2 separate regions of the Rattus norvegicus genome follow, and region 2 is linked to region 1. Evidence: chromatin contacts called from public Hi-C data. All regions are on one chromosome and are shown on one strand. Each heading gives the region's core, a stretch centred on a gene start, on an enhancer-like site or on the middle of the called end of the contact. The rest is flanking DNA. Distances are from core to core; before and after follow the strand shown.

Region 1 (6,079 bases), core at 3,346-5,845:
TAAGAGCACAAAGAATGAGTGAGGGGCTAGAGAGATGGCTAAGAGGTTAAAAGCACTGACTGCTCTTCCAGAGGTCCTGAGTTCAATTCCCAGCAACCACATGGTGGCTCACAGCCATCTGTAATGGGATCTGAAGACAGCTACAATGTACTGATATATGTAAAATAGTGAGTGGGGCCTGGTTGTGTAGTAAGGAGCATTCTCTTCCTCATTTGACTTTGAAGGAACTTTCAAAGTATAGATAGTGTGAGAAGTGTATGTGTGTGTGTCTGTGAGAAGTGTATGTGTGTATGTCTATGCCTCTGTATGTGTCTGTGTTGTCTTCTTATACCAATATTCAGTTTCCTAGTTTGAATTTCTATTTGCTTTTGGCCCTGGGGTCCTTTTCTAAATCTTCAAGCTAAATCTCTTATGTATATCAGTTTCCAAGCATAAGTGGAGTCTCCTATAAAATAATAAGTTCTGGGCTTGGGGTGTAGCTCAATTGGTAGCTCGTTTGCTTAGCATACATACATATATAAAGTCCAGGCTTTGATCCCTGGCATCCCATAAACCCAGTGTGGTGCATGCCCTCAATCTTGGGACTCAGGAACTAGAGACAAGAATACCAGAACTTCAAAGTCATCCCCAGATACATAGCAGGTTTGAGACCACTCTAGGATACCCAAGACAGTGAGTGTCTCAAGACATAGAAACACAAACAAGAAGGAATCAGTTCAGAGGCAACCAATGTGCTTGTCCAATGCTTCTGTCAGCTATTTGCTGCTGAGATAGATCCCCACATGTGACCTGGAAGCAAAGGAAAAGGAAACACACACGGAGCCAACAAGAGCAGATCAGACTATTCAAGTTAATGATTATAAATTCCAATATGGATGAGGAAATGAGGGAGGAAACACACTATGGAGGACAGCCCCTAAGCATCCTGTCCTGAGAGAAGCTGTCATAGACTCCTCGGCCTGGGTTTAGAGTTCCTCCTCATGTGTTCACAGCATCCTTTCCTTCATCTGCCATAGCTTCCACTGCACCAGTGACTGGCTAACTCTTCTTCCAGGTTGAAGCACCTTAAATTCAATCGTAACAGCTTGACCTTACGTTCGGGCTGACCACTTGGGGCTTAGTAATCTGTCATGGGGACTTGTCACTGGAGAAGACTTGTTCTCCCTTTCTGAGCAGCTGCTATTTGCATGTAGCTCTTCAGTTAAGAGCGGGGTCTTGTAATATTCCATATTTCTACTTGCTGATGTCACATAGTCTTGTGGTCTGTCTTGTCACTTGTTTAGGTATCCATATTGTTAAGGTTTGATGGGTGTAATTCCCTGATGTATACAGACACTATTTCACTGTAGACATGCTGATCCGCTGGCCTTTAAACTCTTCTTGTCCCTCTCATATGTTACGTAAACCTTCAGTGTAGGTTTGGTATAGGTGGGGGATCAGCACCCCGCACTCAGCTGTTCTCTGCACCAGCTCTAGAGTTGTGTAATGGTTTCTGTCCACTGAAAAAAGAAGCTTCTTCAATGAGGATCAAGAGCTACTCTTACCGTGAGTATAAGGATAGAGATTTAGAATAGAGTTGGTAATTATACTAGTTTAGGAAAGTGAGAGTCTTAGGTTTTCCTGCACGATCCATGATCACCAGCCCACTGCACCTTGGCTGAGTTTACAGTACCAGGCATGAAATCCCTCCTATTGTGTAGTCCTTAACTCCTATTAAGTGGCTGTTGATTGTCCCCAAAATGTGTCACTGTTGCATCATTGAGGATAGATTGCGGTACTAGTCATTGTTATGGTTCTCGGGCTTTAAGCTGGGTAGGACTCTGAATTGCTTTTCTCCCTTAGACGCTTGTATCACTCCTTTGGATACTATGAATGGTAGTATTAGCAAAGAGGCTTTCATGGCATTTTACATCAGTTTTTCCAAACCCTATTTCTGAAGTGTGTGGTATCTTCAACCATAGGGTCCGTTCAAGTTCCAGGAGGCCCCAATGCGACAGCAATAGCTGATACTGTTTTGGGAGTCTCTCAGACTACCCTGACAGACAGACAGACAGAAGGGAGGTTTTCCATGCTTGATACTCCACCTTTGGTTATTAAGTCTTTAGCTCTCAGCGGGACCATTATCACTCCAAATATTACACACACACACACACACACACACACACACACACACACACACACACACACACACACCTTCCAAGCATGTACTAGATTATAGTAGATTGTAGGTTATAAACTACCATGTCCAGTTCTTGAACAGTGATTGCCAAACAATATGTTTGGAGTCCTTCCTTGAGAGATCAATGCTTGTTTTATTTAGTTCCAGTTCTTTTTTCTTTTTTCTATCTATCTGTCTATTCATTTATTTATCTTTTTATGTGTGTTTACCTAAGTGTATGTGTGTATGCTGACATGCATGTGGGCACACTTGCTTGTCTATGCATGTAGAGGCCCAGAGTTTGTATTGTGTGTTCTTCTGGATCACTTTCTACATTTTTCATTGAGGCAGAGTCTCTCAGTTGAACCCAGAGTTCACTGACCAGCCAGCTTCCCCAGGGATCCCTTGTTTTTTGCCATCCAATGCTGGGACTACAGGTGAGCCACCAAACCTATCCTCTTTCTCTGCAGGTTCTGGGGAGATGAACTCCAGTGCACATGGTTATGCAGCAAACACTTTAGTCATCTAGCCATCCCCCAGTCCCAAGTCCTAACTTTAATAAATGACATTTTATTATTAAAAAATTAAGTATATAAGCTTAAAATGGAAAATAAAATTATCTGTTAATATCACTTTATTTATCATCTAAATAAACTTTCTGAACTTATAACAGAACAAGGGTGAATCTGAAGAAATTATGTCTGAGGAAAGTATTCATCATTTGTTTTAATCATTTCCTAAGATGTTACTAAACCTGAGGTCATCCGATTTATACAGCAAGATAATCTCTTATTCTTCTGGAAGTCTTCAAAATACAGCCAGCATGTTTTTTGACTAGCTCCACTTCCTACGGTGGGGCTTAAACACCATGCCAACCTTCATTAGCTAAGATTTCCAGGGCTTGGGGTCACATGACAGTCTTGTAGAATAGATAGCCAGCGTTTCTTTGCTAAGTGCCACAGATGCTGATTTTTTTACAGAGAATTAAAAAGAAAAAGAAAAAACCCAACCACTCTCAAGGGGCTCCAAGTCACAGCACACACACACTATTATCAGCTCCATTCCCCAGGGAAGCCTGGGGAATCCCTCTTCCTTCATGACGGCTCTAGTTATTCCAGGATTTCAAGCTGAGCGAATAATATCCCCTCTAGCCTCCCAGGTTCTGACTGGTTGCTAGTTCCGAAACAGTTACTAACGATAACTTTTAATTCCACACTGGTTCATCATCAACTTAGATAATGAAAATTTATTTTTAATTCATCCCCCCCCACTTTTCATCACACCAATCTTCCAACATTTTCCATTACAAAAGAAAATAACACCGAGTACTAGAACCGCCCTTGACTACAGTGTGATTTTTTCCCCCCAGCAATGCACGTAGAACTTCGGCATCTTCTGCGAGCAGAGCAGCTATGTTGAGCTGCACCACAAGGCGTGGACCACACAGATATCCCCACATGGGTTACAGCACTCTCTTTCAAAACTGCTTTTATAGTAAATTTTTTGGTGTTTTTTTCTTTCTTTCTTTCTTTCTTTTTTTAGCTTGCCTTTGGACGCCACTTGAGGGGAAAACTGAATTCTACCTTTTCGGATCTTGTACATGTTCCTCATCTTGGACCTTACAAGCTATCTTTTTAATGATACGGAGCTGGTTTTAACCCTTTATATGACGTGGCTAGCCTCGGTTCACAGATATGTAGGCACAGACAAGCCAGTTTGGTTTCTCCTTTGTAAAATAGCAGGCATAACCAATCATTTAAAATAAACAAGTTCAACTGGCTCCCACTCTTAGACACAGAGAGCACATCTGAGTCAACTCCTCTTCCTCAGAAGCCTTATGTTAGTTTCCATGGGAAAACTGCAAAACTGCTCAAATGTGGGCATGTTATAATTAGAACCAAACGTGGGCTTTATGGGACCTGTCAGGATGTTTCTAGGAAGCCTGCTCAGTGTCGGCTTCCTGAGACATCCTTTCCCTACAACCATGACTCATCCCTACTTCTCCTAACTCACCCCCACTTGTTCTGGGATGGAAGGAGTCCCACACGCACCAAACCCAGATGAGAAAGCTAGTGTCCGGTCCATGAGCAAGAGCACCGGTCTAGGGCTTGTGGAAGTGGGGCAAAGGATTTTGCTTGGCACATTTGAGGTCAGCAGTATGGCGGGTGTGTATTTATCACACATGGTGACACTCATTTCTTTGGCAATCTAGCCCACTCGCTAATCCTCTCAAGCCCTTCCATTCCAACTTCTTTCTTCCTTTCATGAAAACACAGTACAAATTCTCTACAAAACAATGAATCTGCTCCTCAGGGGAATGTACAAGTCAGAAAAGCTTTTAAGAAGAAAAGAGGAGCCAAGGCCTTTGCATAAGCAGGCCAGCTGCATAGCCTCCAGAGAGGAGAGTGGGGAGACCGCTCCCGCTCCCTGCAGCCCTGGCCCCAAACCTCCTAGCTACCGCCTGTCTCCGCTGTCTTCCCACAACCCCAAACAGGCCAGCCCACACCTCAGGGACTGCACCCGTGTCATTTTCAGGAAACGAGATGTTCAGAGTCGATCCTGGCATTTCTGTGAACTCACAGAAATAATTCATTGACTCACAGAACCGAAAGAGATGATCTAGTCACTTTTATTTTTAAAATGATAAAAATGCAGCCAGAACAGTTCCTCTGACCTACCCAGGCTCGCTCAGCTGGGAGGCCTACTAGAAGCGGTCTCTCCTTTCCCCATATTCCACTGCGGTTTCCACCTGAGCTTGTAAAAGGCAATCCGAGGTAGATTTGCTGGTTTCTGCTCAGACATCTTCCTATTGTGTCTGGCAACACACTTCCAGTTTGTGTGAACTATTAGCTGAGCCAAAACTGATCCTAAAGATGCATGCCTAGTACTTGTTAAAACTAGAGCATCCTAGGCCTTTCCTGGTAAGGTTCTTGGATGCGGACTCTTAAAAAAGAATCCCTTAATCAGTTTCCCAAAATGAGTCTTCTGGTGAGGCTGGTTGGGGATTAAGATCATAAAGCAACACTGAGGAACAAAAGGCATCTTTGATGGCTGGGTACCCCAATGAGAATAGAAGAGACTTGCTGGGGACCAAGAATTTTGCCTCCTAGCTGCTTTTTTTTTTTAAAGTGGGTTAACCACCAGACCACACTTCCTCTCTTGAAGAAGCAAGGAATTAAAATCAAAGGTTTACTACTGGTTCATGCTGCCTGCTAACACTGCTTATTGCGACATGCTGTGACCCTATGCTCCATGGCTTGGAAACAGATGTGGGGAGGGAGCGGCCTGAAGGTCTGCGGGGTGGGGGAGGCAAGCAGGCAGCTGGCCAAGGGAAGAACTTCCTCTGCAGCTCAGCTTTCAGCAGGAGTGGAAGTTAGTCTAAATTGTTACCATGCAGATCTGGAATCATTTTTGCAATTGCCTGGCTCCAATTCCAGGTTTGCTCCATTCTGTAGCAAAAGAAAAAAAAGAAAAAAAAAAAAAACCTGAGAATTTGGTAATGAATGCTCCTGACCTGACCTTTGCCTCTGCCCTCCTCCGAATGTATATTATGAAGCTACAGGTTTAGCCCCCTCTCCCCACCCCCTCAACCCCCACCCCCCTCTCTCATGCACATGTTAAAGGAAGTACAGAAAAGATAAGCAATCTGACCAAGGTTACACTAATTTCAGTACTCCAGTTGTTTGATTAAAAGTGTAACCAGGCCATTCTCAACCGCACTTTCCAGGCTTCCTTTAATTGGTGCTCATCATCAGGCAACTGAAAAGAATGTTTGAGGCCACACACCCCACCTCCACACCCACCCACCCCCACACACACCCCACACATCCCCACCCCGTGCATATTATGAGTGTTTGATCTGCCCTCAGACATGTGACCTACTATGTCAAGGTTTATCAGAAATGCAAAGCTTTCGAATGT
Region 2 (6,078 bases), core at 549-3,048, 110 kb after region 1:
TCCTTTTTCATTAAACATTTTTATTTTGAGACAGGGTCTTGCTAAGTTAAGGAAGTTAGCCTTGAACTGGCTGTGTAACCCAGGCAGATCTGGCTGTGTAACCCAGGCAGGCAGACCTTGAACTCACAACCCTTCTATCTCAGCCTCCACATTAGCTGGAATCATAGGCCTGTGACAGTCTGGCCCAGATTGATTTAAACCAGAGTGGGTAAAGCCAGTTAGTGGCAGTACAGTACCTGGAGAACAGACTAGCATCAACACTCTGGGGTTCAGATTCTGCACATCATAAGATCAAGTTCAAAATGGTAGGGGTAGAGATCTCTTCCCAGGCTCCGCTTACTCACTCCTCTTTCCCATCCCCACTTGCTCTAAAGATGAACAATCCTGCAGACGTGGCCGGAAGGCAGTTATATAAAGAAACCTCAGTGATCCAAGGAATGGGTTTTTGGTGCACGGCTGGCTGGGTTGGCGCCCTTATTCCTTCCTCAAACATACATTAGGCACTCTTATGTGCACAGTACTGTTAACACATTAGTGTGTACTCATTCCGAGAGCAGCAATTCTGAAGCTTCCTGGAAACCCGTGGCTGAGGAGTGATGGTTTCCTTAGGAGGCCCTCTCCACTTCTTCCCCTGGAACTGTTCTATCTCTCCTGGTGACTGGAGCGGCAAGCTTCCTTCCCTGGAGGTTAAGTAAACTTGAGAACAAAGTGAAAAGCCTAGCGAAGAACCGCCTGGGGAGACACCACAGCACCTTGGGAGCGCTAGGGAGAGTCAGTCCCCCAGGCCATCTTGTCTTTAGGCGACTTCGTAGATAGAGAAGAGATAATAGAATTTATAGAGCTAGGAGTTCCTAGCCCTCCGGTCACAAAGATCCCAGGCTTCAGCCCTCAACCTTAGAAGGTTCTTGTGCAAAAAAGACCTTTGGGGATGATTGCATACATTGTCCTCTGACAATGCAAACGTGACAGCTGCCTATCCAACAACCGTTCCGCCTCCGTTCACCAAAGTTCGTGCCACACAGGCTTCTCCTGCGCTATAGTTATGCAACCTCGCTCGCAGCGGGAGTTATTTCCTGTGCTGCTGGATGCGCCAGATTCACGTAACCCGCCTACCCCGGGCTTCAATGGAAGCCGTTCTCCATTAACAAGCACTCGAGCTTTCAGAGATGAATGCCCAGCCTTGCATGCTGTTTGCGCAGTGAGAATCGGGCTGCGAGGTATTGAAACCAACTCTTTCTACACACACACACACACACACACACACACACACACACACACACACACACACTACTCCTACCCTTGTGCAAGCAGCAAGGGGACTGCAGCAATGCAACATGAGGGACAGCAGGAGGAGCTCGCTTTGCAGTCCTGGCCTGTAACCCCCACTAAGAGATGAACTCATGCCAGTTCCATTCTTTGCAAGAAAAACACAACACACGCGCGCGCGTGCACGCGGACTGAACAGAACGGAGTGGCCTTCTGATTTCTTTCCCCAGCACACGGTGTGCTTGCCTGCTCGTCCGGGCAACCCGGATATTCCAGGCCGAGTAACGGGGAGTTGCGCGTCGCAACAATGCCAGTCCCGGAGCAGCTCGGCTCACAGCTCCCACCCCCGCCCCCTTTCCGCGGCGTGCCAAGAGTTTGGAGCGCGCGCACGCACACGCGCGCGATGCAGTGCAGCGACATATCCCTCCGCCACCCTCCTCGCCCCGCTCCCGCTGCCCGACGATTTGGGAAGCGAGGGGAGGAGGGAACTACTTTTCTGAAACTTGTTATGCTGCCCACGATCTAGAGCTGCAGTGATTCGACTGCGGGCCGCGGCTTTCAGGTCTCCCCCACCCCTCAGAGGCCCCGCGCCTCCGGCTCGCAGCCGTGCCCCACGTCCTCCCGCCTGCTCCCGCGCGAGCCCCGCCGCCCCAGAAATCGCGAGGGACTACTTCGCCTGCCTCTCCCGCGGGCGCCCCCGGTTCGAGCGGCGGAAGGAGCGGGCGGCGTGAGCGCTTCCGCCGCCCCCCTCGCGGCTCCCCTCTCGCGGGCGTGAGGAGCGGGCAGCGGAGCTGCGCTGGTCTCGGCCCTCCTCACCGCTGCTCGGCACTGTGCCCTCGGGCTCCGACACTCGCCTCGCGCCCTGTCTGCGGCCCCCAGCTGGAGCGCGTCTGAGGGAGCCCCTGAGGGCCGACCAGGCGCGCCGCGCGGGCAGCCGGCGGCCAGGCGGGAGATGGTGCGCGGCACCTCGGGACCGCGCCGCCTCCCGCAGCCAGCGCTCGGCTGCCCCCAGCCGGCTCCCGCCGCCCGCCCGTCGCCGCGCCCCTGAGAGCAGCACCGCCTTAGCCACCGACCGAGTTCCCTCAGCGCCCTCAGTCGCCCGCACCGTCTCGGCTTCGCACCCGACCTCGGCGCGGCGAACCGCTGGGGTCGCCACGGCCGCGCTCGCCGCCGCCGCCCCCCTGCGGGGGTGGCCGGGCTGCCCAGCTCGTAGGGCGCCGCTCCGGGTGAGGCGTCCACCATGGTGAGGCCCCCGAGCCGCTGCCCGCGCGCCCCGCCGGCCGTCGTCGCCCGCTGCCCCTCGGTGCCACCGCTGCCGCTGCTTCCCCGCCTGCTGTTGCTCCTCCATCTCCTGAGCGGATCACGGTGAGGGAAAGATGAGCGAGGAGACGGCGACTTCTGACAACGAGTAAGTGAGCCCTGGTCTGGTTGAGCCGGGTGGGCAGCCCCCTCCCCCAGCCCGTCCCGCCCGGGAGGTGATAGATGCCCGATGTGTCGGACCATTTTCTTTAATGGCAGCACCCCTTTCCATTCGTGCATTTTCGCCTCTCTGCTTGGGGAAGGGTATCGGCTGCAGTGCAGAGGCGGCGTAGCAGTCGGAGGTCTCCGAGACCGAGTAATAATGTGGGTAGCTCAAAGTGGAGTAGAAACTACCCTTTGCCTGCCCTTCACTCCGGCATCACCCCCCCTAAGCCCCCCAACACCTTGAACATCCAGCCACCCTGCCTTTACAGCTATTTCGCTCGGAAACTAATGTGTGGGAGCACCTCCAGCCGCAAACTGCTCTTGAATCCTAATTCGATGACTCAGTGACTCTTAAATACCGACTAAGCCTTCGCCCCCCGCCCCACTTTTTAAACTTATGACCTATACTAGTCTAGTAAAAAGATAGGGTTAGGGAAACATTTTAAGAATTAAATAGGATTAAGGACACCTGGAGTGTGGGTGATGTTGAGCTATTGTGTTTTTACCTTCGCGAGTGTTAAACCGGTCTTCATCAAGAACAGTAATTAAAAATTTTGAATGCTAGCGTTCGGCTTCCTTTTGTGATAAAGCACGATTTACATTGCCGAACGCGTTGGTGACTTCATCTGAGCTTCATCCGTGACTTTTAAGTTTTTGCTTGTTTGGACTGTCTTTAGGTTTTCCAAACGAATCACCGTGCCTTTTAAATATTTTGCTTTAGTGTAGCAGCCTCTTGGAGGAATAATGGTGCTGTAAGTTTCCTGTTGAGAAGAGAGTTAATTTGGGGCCGAATTTTGGCGTCTGTTCTTTTTGTAATTGAATTCAAGTTTTGTTTTTGGAGGACTATGAAGAGTTAAATGAAGACTAGTCCTTAGGATGCATTCCTTTAAATAAAGTGCATTCCTCAAGTCAGACCTTTTGAGTAGGCTTTAAAGGCCAGTGCCGAAGCGTTTACCATAAAATAGCTAGAAAAATGCCGAGCAACATCCCCCCCCCCTTCTGAAAAGCACGAACTGAGTGAGGAGCGGGTGTGGAAGGAGGTGGATTGCTGCAGTCAGTGCAGCCTGAAGCAGAAGTGGCCGCCATGTTCTCTCTTTTTGTGAATCGCCCTCATTTGCATAGCACACTTCATTCATAAAAAAAATAATTAAACATCCATCACCTTGGACAACTTGAAAGGATTTCCTAAGAAAACCACTCGAAGCTGTTTTGTCCTTGTGTAGATATTTGGGCTCAGGAAGTGAGGGGAAATTGAAGTTTTAGATTAAATTTTGGAACATACGCGCACACACAAACAACTACCCCAGTTCTCAGAATGTTGACACAGTTATGTGGGAAATATCAGTTCGGGGAGGTGCTGGGATCACGTGATCGCCTCCATTCATAAAATACCTGGCTGTCCATTCACAGTGCAGTACACTGTCACTGCCTTCCGCAGACTAGACCTATTTTGAGCGAGATCAAGAAGCTTGTCTCAGATAGTGCTGGGCTGGGAGAAAAACTGCGGAAATGCTGAAGGGAATGACCGGAACTTTTATTAGTATCTTGCAATAAAGCAGCTGGGATAAAAATCTTAAGATCTATTTTAGAGATGGGGAAAGATGTCTTACCGGTTTAATAGTTTAGAAAGTAGTATTGCCTTATTATGGCCAAGGAACAAATGACGGGATGTAGATTAATGCAAGCCTAGAATATATTGTTTCAGAACCGGCCTTTTTTGGTACTATAGTAAATTGAAAGCACAAGTAAGTATGAGAGACATCTCAGTGGATGGAACCATTGTTGAACTAAAATGAAAAAATATTAACGATGGTTTTAATTCTCAAGATACTGATGCTTTGAAACAGTTCCCCACACACCTCTTAAATGTACTTATGGGCAATTTGGAAATTATTCATCCAGATTTTAAAAATTGTTTTCACAAAGACATACTGCCTTATTAATACATTGTTCTTGAGGAGCCTTATAACATTGTTTGGATAGTAAAAGGGTAATCTGTTTTAGCATGTATTGTCCTCTGAGAGGTTCTTCTTAGGGCAAAAATGGGTGGTACTGTTTAATTTACGATAGGAAATGATTGTGTTCATCTGCTAATCATTGCTGCTAGAGCTGACAGTGTTTTCTTGTGCCTTAGCTCAACCACAAAGTGGATTTCTTGGAATGTCCCTTTTAATCTGATCTTTTGTATATCTTATCTTTGACATAGGAGGTGAAGTTTTAAAATGAAAATTCATTATTTGTAATCATACATTAGAAAAAAAAAAAACAAGAGAGATCCAGCAGAGCTTTCATGGGCTTAGGTTTGGTTTAAAATGGCCTGTTTTTATTTTTTCTTTTCTCTCTTTTTTTAAGCCACCCTTCCTAGGGATTCGATTACAGTAGGAATTACTCTTCACACTGTTGCTTCGTTTTTCCTGTGTCTCTAGCCTTTTAAAGGAGGTAAAAATGATCAATTTCTTGGAAGACTGTGTTAACATTTAAAAATTGGTAGCCACAGTGCTAAAATATAGTTAGGGCCTTTTTTAGAGCCCTCATTTTGAATAACCATTATTTGAATTTAGATTTTGTGTGTGTATATGTGTGTGTACAAATAGGTAACTGAGGTGCTTACATATCTAATCAAGAATTAGTGGAAGATGTATTCTATGAAAGTATAAAAGGCATCTTAACAGTAGTAAGTCAAACGAGAGAAAAATGAATGAGAATAGGATAAAGCCTTAGATTGTTTCAAATTCATATTTAAAAATAAGATTTTTAGTCAGGTAAAATGGCTCAACTGATAAGGGCACTTTACACCTTGTAGCCTGATGACCTGATTTTCATTTCTGGGACTTACATGATGGAACCTGCTCCCACAAGTTGTTCTATGACCTCCATGTAGACATATGGCACCTGTACATTCAAAACAGTCACACAAATAAATTAGTAAAACATTTTCAGTTAGACTTTTCAAAAAACAGTAAATATACTCTAGAAGTAAACTGCTTTCTGCCACAAATAAAGGAACTAGCAATATAATTTTATTTTCAAAGTTAATACTTTATTTTCCAAATAAAGATGTACATTATATATAATGGATTAGCCTTTTAAATAATATATAATACATAAGGGCCTTCATGATTCATTGTTGAGTGAGTATAACACTGTATGGCCTTGGACAGTTTGACCGAAGCACCTGGAGGAGTGAAGTAGCTGGAAACCAAGCGTTTTGTTTATTGTGCGCAAATAAGCCAGAACCACCGGCCATGTCAGAACTCGGCAAGCTGGGGGGTATAGTAATTTTAGACCAGGTTATTTAAAATTTGATCACTTGAGATAAATTTGTGACAGTATAATCTGTATTAGAAC

Evidence for each region. A called contact is a pair of places that touch in the nucleus more often than the background predicts.
Region 2: a contact with region 1 is called in a Hi-C map of frontal cortex, with 2.7 times the contacts expected there. The contact joins the promoter of Spred1 here to the enhancer-like site in region 1. A contact is called at or near these places in 2 of 12 Hi-C or Micro-C datasets (frontal cortex and psoas muscle).

What each region holds. Positions count from the first base shown.
Region 1 is chr3:124,323,651-124,329,729 of GRCr8, forward strand. No RefSeq gene overlaps it. Among named protein-coding and RNA genes, the nearest start is that of Spred1, 110 kb to the right of the region's middle. Within about 2 kb of position 4,596, at least 32 of the 93 cell types and tissues checked have an H3K27ac peak or open chromatin away from gene starts, as enhancers often do.
Region 2 is chr3:124,435,432-124,441,509 of GRCr8, forward strand. It overlaps Spred1 (sprouty-related, EVH1 domain containing 1), which reads left to right and starts at 1,799. Exons shown (of 7, transcript NM_001047089.2): 1 at 1,799-2,674. The coding sequence starts at 2,643.